Linked DNA regions of Mus musculus: all the other regions are linked to region 4. A link is a contact called in public Hi-C, HiChIP or PLAC-seq and promoter capture Hi-C data. All regions are on one chromosome and are shown on one strand. Each heading gives the region's core, a stretch centred on a gene start, on an enhancer-like site or on the middle of the called end of the contact. The rest is flanking DNA. Distances are from core to core; before and after follow the strand shown.

What was found. Promoter capture Hi-C pulls out the DNA fragments that hold promoters and counts their contacts. A called contact is a pair of places that touch in the nucleus more often than the background predicts. HiChIP or PLAC-seq counts read pairs in DNA pulled down with a chosen protein or histone mark. Capture Hi-C pulls out chosen DNA fragments and counts their contacts.
Region 1: a contact with region 4 is called in a promoter capture Hi-C map of adipose tissue, with 2.5 times the contacts expected there. The contact joins the promoter of Ercc2 here to the promoter of Arhgap35 in region 4. A contact is called at or near these places in 1 of 115 datasets of contacts at active chromatin or transcription factors (fetal liver) and 2 of 9 other capture datasets (adipose tissue and liver).
Region 2: a Hi-C map of B cells shows a contact between it and region 4, with 6 read pairs. The contact joins the promoter of Dmwd here to the promoter of Arhgap35 in region 4. A contact is called at or near these places in 1 of 39 promoter capture datasets (liver), 1 of 484 Hi-C or Micro-C datasets (B cells) and 2 of 9 other capture datasets (adipose tissue and liver).
Region 3: a contact with region 4 is called in an H3K27ac HiChIP or PLAC-seq map of embryonic stem cells, with 4 times the contacts expected there. The contact joins the promoter of Gipr here to the promoter of Arhgap35 in region 4. A contact is called at or near these places in 1 of 39 promoter capture datasets (embryonic stem cells) and 2 of 115 datasets of contacts at active chromatin or transcription factors (embryonic forebrain and embryonic stem cells).
Region 5: a contact with region 4 is called in a promoter capture Hi-C map of embryonic stem cells, with 4 times the contacts expected there. The contact joins the promoter of Opa3 here to the promoter of Arhgap35 in region 4. A contact is called at or near these places in 1 of 39 promoter capture datasets (embryonic stem cells) and 1 of 115 datasets of contacts at active chromatin or transcription factors (embryonic forebrain).

Annotation. Positions count from the first base shown.
Region 1 is chr7:19,380,708-19,383,407 of GRCm38.p6, forward strand. It overlaps Ercc2 (excision repair cross-complementing rodent repair deficiency, complementation group 2), which reads left to right and starts at 1,310. Exons shown (of 23, transcript NM_007949.5): 1 at 1,310-1,352; 2 at 1,572-1,671. The coding sequence starts at 1,348.
Region 2 is chr7:19,074,908-19,077,607 of GRCm38.p6, forward strand. Dmwd (dystrophia myotonica-containing WD repeat motif) reads left to right here and starts at 1,293. Exons shown (of 5, transcript NM_010058.2): 1 at 1,293-1,794. The coding sequence starts at 1,363.
Region 3 is chr7:19,164,693-19,167,392 of GRCm38.p6, forward strand. It overlaps Gipr (gastric inhibitory polypeptide receptor), which reads right to left and starts at 1,435. Exons shown (of 14, transcript NM_001080815.1): 1 at 1,370-1,435; 2 at 276-432. The coding sequence starts at 332.
Region 4 is chr7:16,613,634-16,616,333 of GRCm38.p6, forward strand. It overlaps Arhgap35 (Rho GTPase activating protein 35), which reads right to left and starts at 1,360. Exons shown (of 7, transcript NM_172739.4): 1 at 839-1,360. Gm29443 (predicted gene 29443) reads left to right here and starts at 191. Exons shown (of 3, transcript NR_136928.1): 1 at 191-319.
Region 5 is chr7:19,227,019-19,229,718 of GRCm38.p6, forward strand. Opa3 (optic atrophy 3) reads left to right here and starts at 1,371. Exons shown (of 2, transcript NM_207525.3): 1 at 1,371-1,566. The coding sequence starts at 1,425.

The sequences.
Region 1 (2,700 bases), core at 60-2,559, 2.8 Mb after region 4:
AGGCAGAGGCAGGCAGGTCTCTGTGAGTTCAAGGCCAACCTTGTTTATAGTGTGAGATCTAGGACAGTGTCAGAACTAAGTAGAAAGACTCTCTCAAAAAGAAAAGGGACTGGAGCTCAGTGATTAAGAGCACTGACTGCTCTTCCAAAGGTCCTGAATTCAAATCCCAGCAACCACATGGTGGCTCACAACCATCAGTAATGAGATTGGATACCCCCTTCTGGTATATCTGAAAACAGCTACAATGTACTTATATATAACAAATAAATCTTAAAAAAAAAAAGAAAGAAAAGAAAGGATGAAATGAAGGGAGGAAGGACTAAAAGGTGATATTTGAGCAAGAATCCAGAGATATGAAATAACTGACAGCATTGTCCAGCCCTCAGGTGGGTTAGCCACAAGCTGGGGCCAGCCACCCAGGCTATAGAGTGAGCTCCGGACCAGCTTGGGTTACATAGTACGACTGTCTACTGAGGCCTGTACCTCATGAGATGGCTCATGAGGTACAGGCCTTTTGACCTGAGTTCGATTCCCACACATAGTGGAAGGAAAGGACTGAACCAAATTCTGCAGGTTTCCTCTTCCTTCCACAGGCCAGAGGTATTGGATTCCATGGAGCTAGCCCTAAAGGTGATCGATCATAAGCTGCCTGATTTGGGGGGTGGGAGTGGAGAGTGGGGCGGCTGGGAACCCTGCTCCTCTTCAAAATCAGAAAGTGCTTTTAACTACTGAGTGATTCCTCCAGGCCCTTAATTAATGAAGTTTTGTTTGTTTGTGACCTATGCTTTAACGTCTGAGCCATCTTTCCAACCCATATTAATAAATGCTTAAAAACACGTGCTAGGCAGGGCAGTGGTGGGAAGCAGAGGCAGGTGGATTTCTGAGTTCGAGGCCAGCCTGTACTACAGAGTGAGTTCCAGGACAGCCAGGGCTACACAGAGAAACCTTGTCTCGAAAAAACAAACAAAAAAACAAAAAAAAACACCCGAAAAACAAAAAAATCAAGACGGTCTCCAATTTCTCTGTTATTCTCTCTTAAACACTATTTTCACGACTTGGACAACCAGAACAGAACCTGGAGGAGCGAAGCAGCAATGAACTCTATCGATTCTCTCGACTCTCTTCTTTCTGTGTTCTGCTCGAAGTCCTCGGCGATCCTCAGCGATGCCTCGGGCACCACTTCTCTCCGAAGTCCGCCCTCTCACCGCCATGCGCACGCGCCAATTTTCCGATTGGCAGAGTGACGGGAGGACTCGGCCAATGGCGTCCCGAGGAAGGTGTGTCTCTGGGTCACGCCCCCTCGTTGAATATTCAGGAGCGGGCGTGTGGACGCCGCGATCAGCCGCCATGAAGTGAGATGGGGTCTCTGAAAGAGCGGGCGGCTCTGCGGTGGGCAATGGGGCGGCGGGTGGGCGTCGCCGGGGCTGGGGCGCGGCGTGGAGAGGCTGCGGAGACCGGTCCGGGTGGCTTCGGGGTCCCTGGCGGCGAGACGCCACGAGGGCGGGCGGGCGGGCGGAGCGGAGGCCGAGGCGGCTCGAGAGCACCGGGCACCGACGCCTCACCGCCGCCAGGCTCAACGTGGACGGGCTGCTGGTCTACTTCCCGTACGACTACATCTACCCGGAGCAGTTCTCCTACATGCTGGAGCTCAAGCGCACGCTGGACGCCAAGGTGGGTGGCGAGGCTGCCCTCCTTGCATTCTGATGCCTCTGGCAGGCAAACGTCCTGGTCGGGGCCCGGGCCTTGCTATCCCAGCACCCGGAAGACCCAGGCAGGAGCATCGCTGCGATTTTGGAGGCCAGCCGGGGCTACACAGCGAGACCGTGTACTAACAACAATTGTAAATAACAAGGCGAGGAATGTCGCTCAGTTGGTAGGGTGCTAGCCTAGCTAGCAGGGGTGAAACTCTGGGTTCCATCCTGGCACCGCATAAACTGACTGATAGTAATTACAATTATGCCTGTAATTCTAGAGACAGGGTGGCTGAGGACAGATTGCTCGAGTTTGAAGTACAGTCTGGGTTTCATAGTGAGTTTCGGGCTAGCTAGGGCTATGTATAGGAAAACTCTGGAGGTATTCCTGGTAGTGACAATAGTGGAGGGAAGAAGGGGTTCCGTATGTGGAGGTCAGAGGACAACTTTGTGGAGTTGGGTTTTTCCTTCCACTTCTATTTCGGTTTTGTTTTGTTGTAGATTTATTTGTTTTATGTATGTGAGTACACTGTAGCTGTACAGATGGTTGTGAGCCTTCATGTGGTTGCTGGGATTTGAACTCAGGACCTCTGGAAGAGCAAGCAGCCAGTGCTCTTAACTGCTCAGCCATCTCTCCAGTCCCTCGTTGTGTTTTCTGAGACAGGGTTTCTCTGTGTGATTTTTGCTGTCCTGGAACTTGTTTCATAGACCAGGCAGGCCTCAAAGTCCCAAAAGATCCACCTGCCTCTGCCTCCTGAGTGCTGTGATTAAAGGCATAGGCCAACACCACCCAGATTTCTTATCATTTTATGTGGGTTCTAGGGATCAAATTCAGGCTGTTAGGTTTGATAGCAATCGCCTTTACCTGCTGAGCTATTTCAACAGCCCTGAACACAAACTTTTTAAAAAAAGTTTTCTTTTAGGTATACTTATTTCCAATGTGTGTATACATGCTACAGTGTGCACGTGAGGGTAGAGTTGGTTCTTTCCTTCCGTGTATGTCTTGGGG
Region 2 (2,700 bases), core at 43-2,542, 2.5 Mb after region 4:
GGGACATGGCAGTTTACGGCCAGTTGGCCACGTGCTGGCCTAGCAATGCACAAAATCCTGGGTTCAAGCCCGTCAATGCACATGGTGTAGTACCAACCTGGAAGACATAGAGTCAGGAAGATCTGGAGTTTGTGGTATTTTTGTTGTTGTTTTGTTTGTTTGTTTTCAGCTACAAGGTAAGATGGAGGTCAGCCTGAACTAGAGACCTTGTCTCACAAGGGGGGCGGGGGGAGCAAAACAGAACACAATCTTCTTCTGTCAATGTGATAAAACATAAAATACCTTGACAAAAGGCCGCTTAGGGGAGAAAGGGCTATTTCAGCTTGCAATTCCAGGTCTCAGTACATCATAGCAGGGAAGTCAAGGCAGGGCTGTCTCCAGAATAGAGCAGGAAGAAGGGCATGTGTGCTTGTTTTCTTGTGCTCAGCCTGGGTCTCCACTCTTACACAGTTCCGGACTCCCTGACTAGGGAATGGCACCTCCCACAATGGACTGAGTCTTCCTGTATCAATTAAGGCAATCTCCCTCAGACTGGTCTACAGGCCAACCCCAAGTAGACTGTCCCTCATTGCGATTCTAGGTAGCCTCAAATTGACAAGGTAACAACCATCATCACCAAACCGAAACCAAAAAAGGTAGACAAGGTCAGATAGGCGACAGATGGCTACACTTCACTCTGACAGCAGCAGGGGACCACAGGTGGTCAGCGAGGAAGGGAAGAGCTGGGCGTGGTGTCTCAGGCCTGAGACTCCAGATGTTGGGTCAAGTTTGAAAACTGCCTGGGCTACAAGTATGAGACCAAAGGTCAGTGAGATGGATCGGCGGGTAATGGCACTTGCTGCCAGGTAGGTAGCTTGAAGACCTAAGCTCCATCTTTAGGATCCACATGGAGGAAGGCACTTGGCTCCCTCTGACCTCTACATGCTCGTTCACGCACAAATACACGCAAAAATAAATGCATTTTTTTTTTATTATTTAAAAAACAAAACCAAGAATCGCCCGGAGTCAGCTGTAACAACACGAGGCTTCTGAATAGGCTTTGAGGCTTCTCCGTTGCTGGGCAAACGGTTCCCAGGGCGCTGTTGTTAGGGTCTAGGGGCGTTCCCAACAGTCACACCTCGTAGCCAACCAAACGCGAGGGTCTGTCGCGTTGACCACACCCACATATTGCCTCCGCCCACAGCCCCAGAACCGTTACCTCAGCAACTGTCTCGGCTTCTCCCGCCTCCGGCTCTGGGTGCCAATCGTAGAGGCGTCACCCGGACGACGACCCTACCCCTTCCGGTGCTAGCCCCTCAACTTCCGGCTGGGGGGTCTGGCGGTGGGCGGTCGGGCTGCGGTGCGGCCCGGGGGGCGGCCAAGATGGCGGCGGGCGGCGCGGAGGGCGGCCCGGGCCCCAGCGCCGCCATGGGCGACTGCGCGGAGATCAAGTCGCAGTTTCGCACCCGCGAGGGCTTCTACAAGCTGCTCCCCGGCGACGCGACGCGCAGGTCGGGCCCGACCTCCGCTCAGACCCCGGCGCCGCCTCAGCCCACTCAGCCCCCGCCCGGGCCCGCCGCAGCCTCCGGGCCCGGCGCCGCGGGTCCCGCGTCGTCCCCGCCGCCCGCCGGCCCCGGGCCCGGGCCCGCGCTGCCCGCCGTCCGCCTCAGCCTGGTGCGCCTAGGCGACCCGGATGGCGCTGGGGAGCCGCCCTCCACGCCCTCCGGACTGGGCGCGGGAGGAGACCGCGTCTGCTTCAACCTGGGCCGGGAGCTTTATTTCTACCCCGGCTGCTGCCGCAGCGGGAGCCAGCGGGTGAGTGCTCTGCTTGCTGGGGACTCCGGTGCCGAGAGCGCTGGGGTCCCAGAGTGACAGAAGGCCCCGAGGTTGGGCATCCCAGGGGAGCCTGGATCCTGGAGCTAATGGAGTCCTGAGAGGTTGCAGGGGAATCTTTGCGTGGGGAGGTTCTCTCCGGTGGTGAGTGTTCAGGACGTGATGGCGCTTCTGGGAGGAAATGGGGGAGGGGGGTCACGGAGGTGACAGATATTCTGTGGGCTTTGGGGAATCCTAAGAGGATACAGGCCCAGGGGATGGAGAACGGAGAAATGCATCCTGCCTTCTGGGCCTGTTGGAGGGAGTCTTAAGACTTGCCATACCCAGGGCTGACGGGATTTGTAAGGAGCCGAGGTGTGGCTTAGGGGTCGACGAGCAAAGCAACAGGTGAAGGAGCTCCTAAAGAATATGGTGTCTAATGGCTTTGGAAGAAATGAAGGGGGTTTGGCAAAATGATGGGAGCTCTGAATTGATGGGGGTTCCTGGCAGGGGACATCCCCAGGTGTGACAGATATCTGTAAAGCAATCCTAGAAGAGGGGTGACGTGAGGAAGTGGGGGAGACAGAGAGATGGGGATCCGGAGAATCCAGTGGTGATAATGAGGGACTGTAGTGACTGATGGCTGGCTGAACCACAGCAGATGTCCTGGAGTTTAGGGGCTCCAGGCTGAAGGAAATGAGGCTTTGGCGATGGATCCCAGGATCCCATGTCAAGGCTGCCGAGGTAGGAGGATCCTCTGGCCTCATGGCAGCCAGTCTAGTTGAACTGGTGAGCTCCGGGTTCACTGAGAGACCCTGTGTCAAATGTAAGATGCAAAGCCAGGGAGAGAGATGCCCGATGTTGACCTCTGACCTCTACATCTCTACACAACACACAACAACCACGCAG
Region 3 (2,700 bases), core at 185-2,684, 2.6 Mb after region 4:
GCCAGAAGAACCCTTAGAGATATGGAGGAGCTGTCCATTTTTTTACGCAGGAGTTCTGGGTGGCTCAGAAACCTCTTAGATGGAATTGGGGTGCCTAGAAAATCGCCCAAAGGAAGGGGTAGCTTGTCCCCACCTGGAGGACTTGTGAGGGAAACTGTGTGAAGAGAAACTACCAGTTTATACAGGGAGGGGGGCGAGCAGCCTTAAAACTCTCCCTAATGTAGGGAAAGGCTTAAAACCACCCCAGAGCGCCTATTATCTCTCGAGGTCCTCACCTCCGCCCACTGGAGTCCCCACAACCACAGCAGCAGAAGCAGCAACCGCAGGGGCATCCTTGAAAGGTGATGGAAACTCTGGCCACTCGGAGGCAGTTGGGCTGGAGGGTCCCAAGGCAGAACCAACTCTTGGGCTTCAGTCCAAGTCAGTGCTCACCTGCCAGAAGCACATGGCGTCTGAGGCCACGCCCCCCATTTCCGCACGTGAGGATTTGGGGCGGAGCAGGACTAGGCGCGGCCTCCAGTAGATAAGTGAGGCTGGGATCAGCTAAGCGATTCCCAGGTCCTCCTAAGTGTTGCTGAGGCAGCCAAGGTGGAAGGGAGGGGTGTTTGCTGAGGGGCCTGTTGCCCTAGAGCTGTGACAGGCAGAAGCGTCAGTGTCACCGAGAGGCTAGACCGGAGGGACTCTTGGGAACCTGAGACCTCCTTAGAGAGGAGAGACTAGAAACTGTCAGTCAAGCCCTGAAGGGAATTTGAACCGATCATTTGAGTTCGCATCAATTTATATAGAAGATAAAAGCCCAATCTTCTAAAACTTCCCTGGCTTCAAGAAGTCAGAGGGACAGCGCTCTCCCAGCATCTAAATATTTAGGGAACAGAGAGATATTAGACCCTGGGTTTCTGACTTTTGGACGTTAGATGCTCTGAAAATCCTTCTAACCCAACTATCACCCCCGCCCAGACAATGTGAATGCAGAGTTTCAAAAGGGAATCTCAGAGCTACAGAAAAGAAAAAATATAAGACAAACAAACAAACAAAAACACCAAAAACCAAAAAACCAAAACAAACAAACAAAAAATCACGGACTCAGTTATAAGGTATAAGAACAGAAAGACTTGGGGACAATGAGACACAAGCGAGAGATCAGAGCCTAAAGGGCAAAAAAGGAGATAAAGACAAAACTGTGGCTCAGAGACAGAGGAAGTGACTAGGGAAGAGACAGAGAAGGGGAAAGAGTAGAAAAAGCCCATTTAGAGATTAAAAGAGGTGAAGAGATGACAGGTCAGAGAGGCAGAAAGAGACAAAGATTGAGATAGGGGGACAGTCAAGGGAGAGATGGGCCCAGGGCAAGGGCTTGATGGAGACCCCTTACCTGCACGGAGTCCTGTTCGCAATCTCCACTGACACAGCTGCCCTGCCTCGCCTGCCAGAGAGCTCTGGAAGAGGTGACAGGCGCTGGCAGCCTGGGGTGTTGGGAGGGGGCGGGGCCAGGGCGGACCAGAGAACAGGAGGGGGAGCTCTGGGGAAGAGTGGGAACCGTGGAGCAGGCACGTTTATCACAGCCATTGTGTCACGTAGAGGGAACAGTCACACAGTTATGGTTCCCCCCTCCCCCAGGCCACAGAACACACTATGCCAGCCAGCCACTTACACAGCCTCTCACGCTGCCTCACACAGGATCCCAAATGCTGAGCAGGAGAGCGACAGAGACTCACAGAGTGAGACTCCGTGAGTAACAAGTTCATTCATAGCTCTACAACTAGGACTATGCTGAGAGAGCCAGTCTTTCACCCACAGCTTCCCAATCACTTGCAGGGACAAGCGGCTGTGTGCCCTGGGACGTGGACACTTCACATATGTGTAAACACAGCCTATAATCTTAATTACCACTGCCTTTCTGTTGTCATTGTTTGGTGTATATGTATGTCATTGTATATGTGTGTACGTGTACATGTGTATGCGTGAAGGACCAGAGGACAACCTCTGATGTGATTCTTTTTTTAAAATTTTTTTTATTATTATATGTAAGTACACTGTAGCTGTCTTCAGACACTCCAGAAGAGGGAGTCAGATCTTGTTACGGATGGTTGTGAGCCACCATGTGGTTGCTGGGATTTGAACTTCGGACCTTCGAAAGGGCAGTCGGATGCTCTTACCCACTGAGCCATCTCTCCAGCCCCTCTGATGTGATTCTTAAGTGTTGTCTACTTCCTTTGATTTGGTCTTTCAAGACAAGATTTCTCTGTGTAGCCCTGGCTGTCCTTGAACTCATTACATAAACCTGGCTGCCCTTGAATGCAGAGATCTGCCTGCCTCCGACTCCCTGGTACTGGGATTACAAGCATACACTACCCAGCTTAATTTATCTTGCTGCATGCATAACAAGGACTTTACCAAGTGAACCATTGCTCCAATCCCTGATTTGTCTTTCTTTGTTTTAATTTTATGTGCATGCATGGAGGCATGTGTACCATATTCATGCAGTGCCTGAGGAGGCCAGTAGAGGGCACTGGATCCCCTAGAACTGGAGTTACCCATGGTTGTGAGTCTCCCCATGGGTGCTGAGAACTGAATTCTGGATCCTCCTGAAGTGTTCTTAACTGCCATTTCTCCAGTCCTGTTTCGTTTGTGGTTTTGGTGTGTGTGTGTGTGTGTGTGTGTGTGTGTTTTAAGAAAACAGAGTCTCATTCTATAACCGAGGTG
Region 4 (2,700 bases), core at 110-2,609:
TCAGAATCTGAGAACCGTAGGAGAAGGAGCTTAGGGACATCCTAGGAGGTGCAGAAGGTTCAGTGTTGCGACCCGGCAAAATATGGGGCAGTTGGGCCCAAATACAAGGAGGAATTATGTCCAAAGCCAAGACCGGGAGGGCAGTAGAGCAGTGCCTGTATCAACAGACCAATACGGATCTCCACGGAGGTGGAACCGCAGGTCCTAAAGGGACAGCTCCTGGGGATGCAAGATGTTCTACCGCAGGGATAATAACAGTAAATAGGCCAAAGAAGGAGAATGGGGATTTCCTCCCAAAAGTGATGCTAGCAGAAAACAGGTAAGGTAGAAGGGCCACGGATATTCAAAGTGAGCGTCAGAGGGGATACTGAGGGGTCAATGAGGAGGTAGACTGTCCCAGGAGCACAGCCGACTCCAGGAGGTGGCGAAGTAGGTATGACTGGGGGTCGGGGTGGGGGAGGAAGTGGGAAAGAAGACGGCTCAGAATTGGGAGTCGGGTATCTCGAGTGGAGGCTGAGAGACACCGAGATCCTTCACCGGGTTTGGTGGGGCGTGTGTGGAGGCAGACGCCGGGATTGCAGGGCTGCGGGGACACTAGCGAATAGGAAGGGCAAGGCGGGCCGCGCGGGCCGGGCCCGGGCATGCAGCGGCCGGGACGCGGGGACCGCGGGGCGCTGGGGGGGGCGCTCCCACCCCTCCCCCTCCGGCTCCTCCATTGTTCGCGGGCTCCGGGCCCCGCGGTCCCCGCCTTTCCCCCCACCCTTGGATCCCGCAGCGGGGCGGCGCCCGGCGCCTCGCCCGTCCCCACATTCCCCTCCGCCAGCTACGAGACACTTACCAGTCTCGGGGGCGCACTCAGCGCGGCCCCGGCCTCCGCGATCCCAGCCGCAGCGACGGCGGGCCCGGCGCCATGTTCCCCTAGCGACTCGTTCCTGAGGCGGCTGAGGCGGCGGTGGCGGCTCCGGCGGCGGGGGGCCGGGCGGACCCTCCCTCGCGGGCTCCCTCCTCCGCCTCCTCCACCTCCTCCTCCCGCCGCGCCGCGGCTCTCCCTCGGGGCGGGGGGCGGGGAGGGGAAGGGGGGAGGGGCGGGAACCAGGGGGAGGGCGGACCAGCCTCGCTCGCTCGCTCGTTCCCTCCCTCCCGCGCAATGGCGGCGGCGGCGGCGGCGGCGGCAGCGGCGTTGTCGCCTCCTTCCTGCGGCCGCCGCGGCCGTGCGCGTACTGGAGACCCTCTCGCAAGTGCGCGTGCGTTTCTGAGGGGCGAGAGATGCTGGGGCTGGGGTTGGGAAGTGGATAACGGCCCTGTGGGCCGAGCGCACCGCGAGGACCGTAGGCCGGGAGGACAGGCACGCGCGGACACCGAGGGCGCGAGTGCGCGTGCGCGCCTGAGGAAAACGCCGCTACCTCAGCGGCTGCGGCGCCAGATTTACACAGCGCGAGGACGGACACCCGCGAACTGGCACAGGAGGGCGCGGGGTGGGCTGAGTGCGCGTGCGCAGAGACGGCTGCAGCCTGCGAAGCCACCGAAGGGAGGGAGGAGCCCGCAAGGGGGGCGCGCACGGCGTCGCGCGTTCCAGGCTGCAGTACCCGCCGCCCCTCCCCACACCGCGCCGGCTCCAAGAGAAAGCCATCTCTGAGAGGCTTGGCCCGGCTCGTGAGGGCGGGGACTTAGGGCTCCATCCCGCTCGCGCGGGACCTCACTAACCAATGGAAGGCAGAGGGAGGTGGGTTCGCCTCCTGGAGCCGCAGCTTCGGGATAACGGAGGGGGTTGGGGGGACAGACGTAACGTGGGGTGGCGAGGCGGGGCTGTGAAGGAGGGAGCGTACCCAGCGAGTGAACCAATTGGGCGAGGGAAGGGGGCGTGGTCCTTCACAGCCCAACCCAGGCTCGCCGTTGGCCAGCCCAAAAGAGTGGGCGGGGACAGGGGGCACGTGCTCTTTCCCGGGCGCTGAAGAAAAACCTGTGGGCCAGGCGCGTTGATACAAGTTACTGGTGATTTCTCCCAGTGCTTGGTCTCGGGCAGAGGAAGGACAGGCCCTGCATTGCAGCCCTAGTCTCCCAAGTCAGCATCGGGCAAATGACAGCAAACCACATGTCACTTTGGGTGCTTGCAGGGGGAATGGTGATGTAAGAGGGCTCCCCTCTAACTCTGTATTCCTCTGGGAGCCCTCCGGAAGGATGGATTGTGAAAGACAGGCTTTCCCGGCGCCTCACAGAGTGTGGAATGCCTGAAGGAAGCACGTGTTTCCGATCCAGCCTTGCACTTCTTTCCAGGCTTTTCATCTGTAAAGTGGGATAACAATACTGAACTCCAAAGGGTCGCTTGGAGAATCGAATGAGGTATAATAGGCCCTATGGCCACGATTCATGGTGGGAATCCTCGAACTACTAGAACCCAGTAAAATATGGGCGATCTCCCTTATACATTAATATCTATAATAGCTGATGGATTACTCTTAGCAGAGGATTACCCACAACAATAGAAAAACGATGAATATATATTACGCTGTAATAAGAGAAATGTGGATGTGACCCTCCTAGCCACCGGTAACTGAAACATCAGAAAGCAACAGGGGAGTTAAGAGGGAACTACTGTGTCTCTAAATGAGGGTGGGGTGTAAAGGAGTGACCTACACGTATTGAGTACGCAGTAAGCATTGCTAAATAAAATTACATGGGCTCGACCAAATCCAGCAGCCA
Region 5 (2,700 bases), core at 121-2,620, 2.6 Mb after region 4:
TGGGAAAGTCCGGGGTCCCTTGGCTATGTGTCACCAGTTTTTTCTCTTGATAGCCACGACCCCTCTGCTCCTTTGCCTTCCGGTCCCTTCCCGTCCCCAACTACCCATCCTCACGCCACCATCCAGGAATTTCTCTCAACTAAGTCTTGACTTTGTTTATATGATTTTGCTCCCTGCTGGGTAAGGGAGGACAGTCTGGGACATGTCCTTAAAGTTCCTTCCTGAGCCAGCTCCCTGGGGACCCTTACCCTCCAAAGGAGGAAGTCAGGCTGCTTGAGAACCAGTGATATTAGGCAATGTGGTGGCTGAGAAGCCCCGTGTCACCCCGTTCTTATGGGACCCTCAGTCTTTCACTCGGTTACTTGGGAAAAGGATGGATTAGCTGTAGTGCACATTTGGGCTTTGCGGGACATGCTCTACATGTAGTTACTTCCTGTGTTTTACATTCAGGATTCACACACAAAGCTGACTAGTAGAGCCACTCAGTGAGCATGGCGCAGCGATAGAGTCACCGCCTAACCCCCTCCCCCCTGGGAGGAGCTGGAGTCTTTTGCTCAGTGGTGGAGCCCCCCTCCTAAGATGGGAAATGCCTTGGGGTTCAGAGACACAAGCCTCACAACACAGAAAACACAAGACAGGTACTGTTATGTGTGACATTTTGCTCACGGGGATGCTGACATCAATGCTGGGCCGTGTAGCGCAGGGCTGTGATCCCAGCACCGCACTGCGGCACAGACACAGGAGGATCAGGAGTTCCAAGGACAGCGTAGGCTACACATTGAGTTCGGAGCCAGGCTGGGTTACACGAGACCGGCTTTTAAAAACAATTAGGGGAAAAAAAACAACAACAAAAAAAGAACGAACCGATTTCCTGAAGGGTTGAGTCACTCCTCCAACTTCAGAGAGTGAGTAAAGCGGCAGGTCTGTATGACTACGCGCTGACTCGCTCCCCTCCCCGGCGAGGGCACTAACCGCCGGGAAGGCGCACCCCGACTCTTTAGACTTAATTGGGACTCACCAGGCGCCTCCTATGGGCAGGGAAATCGACTCAGTACGTGACATCACGCAAGACGCGGTGACGTCAGTACGTCGGGACTAGGGCTCCGGCCACGCTCCCACGAGCGGCCGTTTAACGGCACCGCCCTCTGACGCTTCACTTCCGCCGCACATTTGCATACCCAACGTACGGACGTCGAGGCGTCGACGCGGCGACGTCACGAGCGCCCGCCCCCCCCCCAGCAGACAAACACCCTCCCCACCACCTCCGCCGCGAGCGTGCAAACGCACGCTCCTACGTAGGCACGTAGGCAAGTCCTTCCTTACGCAAGCACGCACGGCCCACGGGCGGGTGGGGGAGGAACGGCGAGGTCGGCGGCGCCCCGCCCAGTCAGCAAGGTTGCGCGTGCCCCAGGGCGGCCGCCGAGATGGTGGTGGGCGCGTTCCCCATGGCGAAGCTGTTCTACTTGGGCATCCGGCAGGTTAGCAAGCCGCTGGCCAACCGTATCAAGGATGCTGCCCGCCGCAGCGAGTTCTTCAAGACCTACATCTGCCTACCGCCAGCCCAGCGTGAGTCTCACCCCAAGGCCTCTAGCCCTTCCATTCCCGATCTTTCTAGTTCAGGGGAACGGCGTCTGTGCTTGACCAATCCCGGCGCGAACCGGCAAAACGCTATAGCCAATGAGGATGGCTTCTGCTAGAGGGGCGTGTCACTGACCCAATAGGGAAGAAGGGAGAGCAGTCAGGGGCGTCACCGCGCGAGTTTGGAATGCAAGCCAATAGAGAAGAGGGCTTCTGGCGGTTGACGTCTACACCAGCCAATAGGATGAGGTGTGAGAAACACCAGGGTGGAGCTTATTGTCAGAAGTTAGGGGCGGGACCGAGAAGAAGTCCCCTTAGCGATCCGCTTCGGAGCCATCCTTAAGAGAGACACTTGACTACAGAAACCCCAGTTTGTCCCTCAGTTTCCCTTCGGCCCTGTGGGTGATTTGCGTATCACCCTGGGTTTAGAGCACAGAGCTTGTGCGTTAGTTTTACACTGAGTTAGGGTCGTGATAGTGTTGGAATCTTGCGACCTGGCAAAAGGATGAACCCAGAATGGGCGTCCTTCCGTTTATTTATGAGTTTCCTCACACCGATCCTTTTCGTTCGGTAGCCGCACCGTGCAGGCTTCTTAGCCCGACACTGGGAAAGATACGGTCCTAATATGTCCGCATTATGTCAGGAACTGTAGGCAGACTCGAGTTTAGAGCAGCCGGGTGAGCCAAGGGAGTCTCCTGAGCAAAGACCTCACTTGCTTCGCAAACGCACCAGATGTGTGCTCCTAGAAAAGACTGATCTCTGTAAAGCAGAGACGAGGGGGAAGTCTTTGTAATTTACCGAGAACTACCGTTCATGTTTGTCCAACGCCCCATGTAGCTTATAAATGATATGATGAGTGTTTGTTTTGAGCTGACCCTGCTTATAAAACAACAGGGTCTATCTACGCCAGTACCAGTCTGTCGAACCAAGACTCATACAGTGACAATCTAGATGGGATGGCAGAGCCCACTAGGTACCTGACCTGACATAGAGTACAAAGAGCACTTCCGGGTAGAGGGAATATTCCAACTGAGACTGAAGGGTGAGGAGAATCTCACCAGACCACTGAGGGACATTGTTGGCTCCAAGGGTGGAACATAGGCACTAAGGGGACCCTTGACT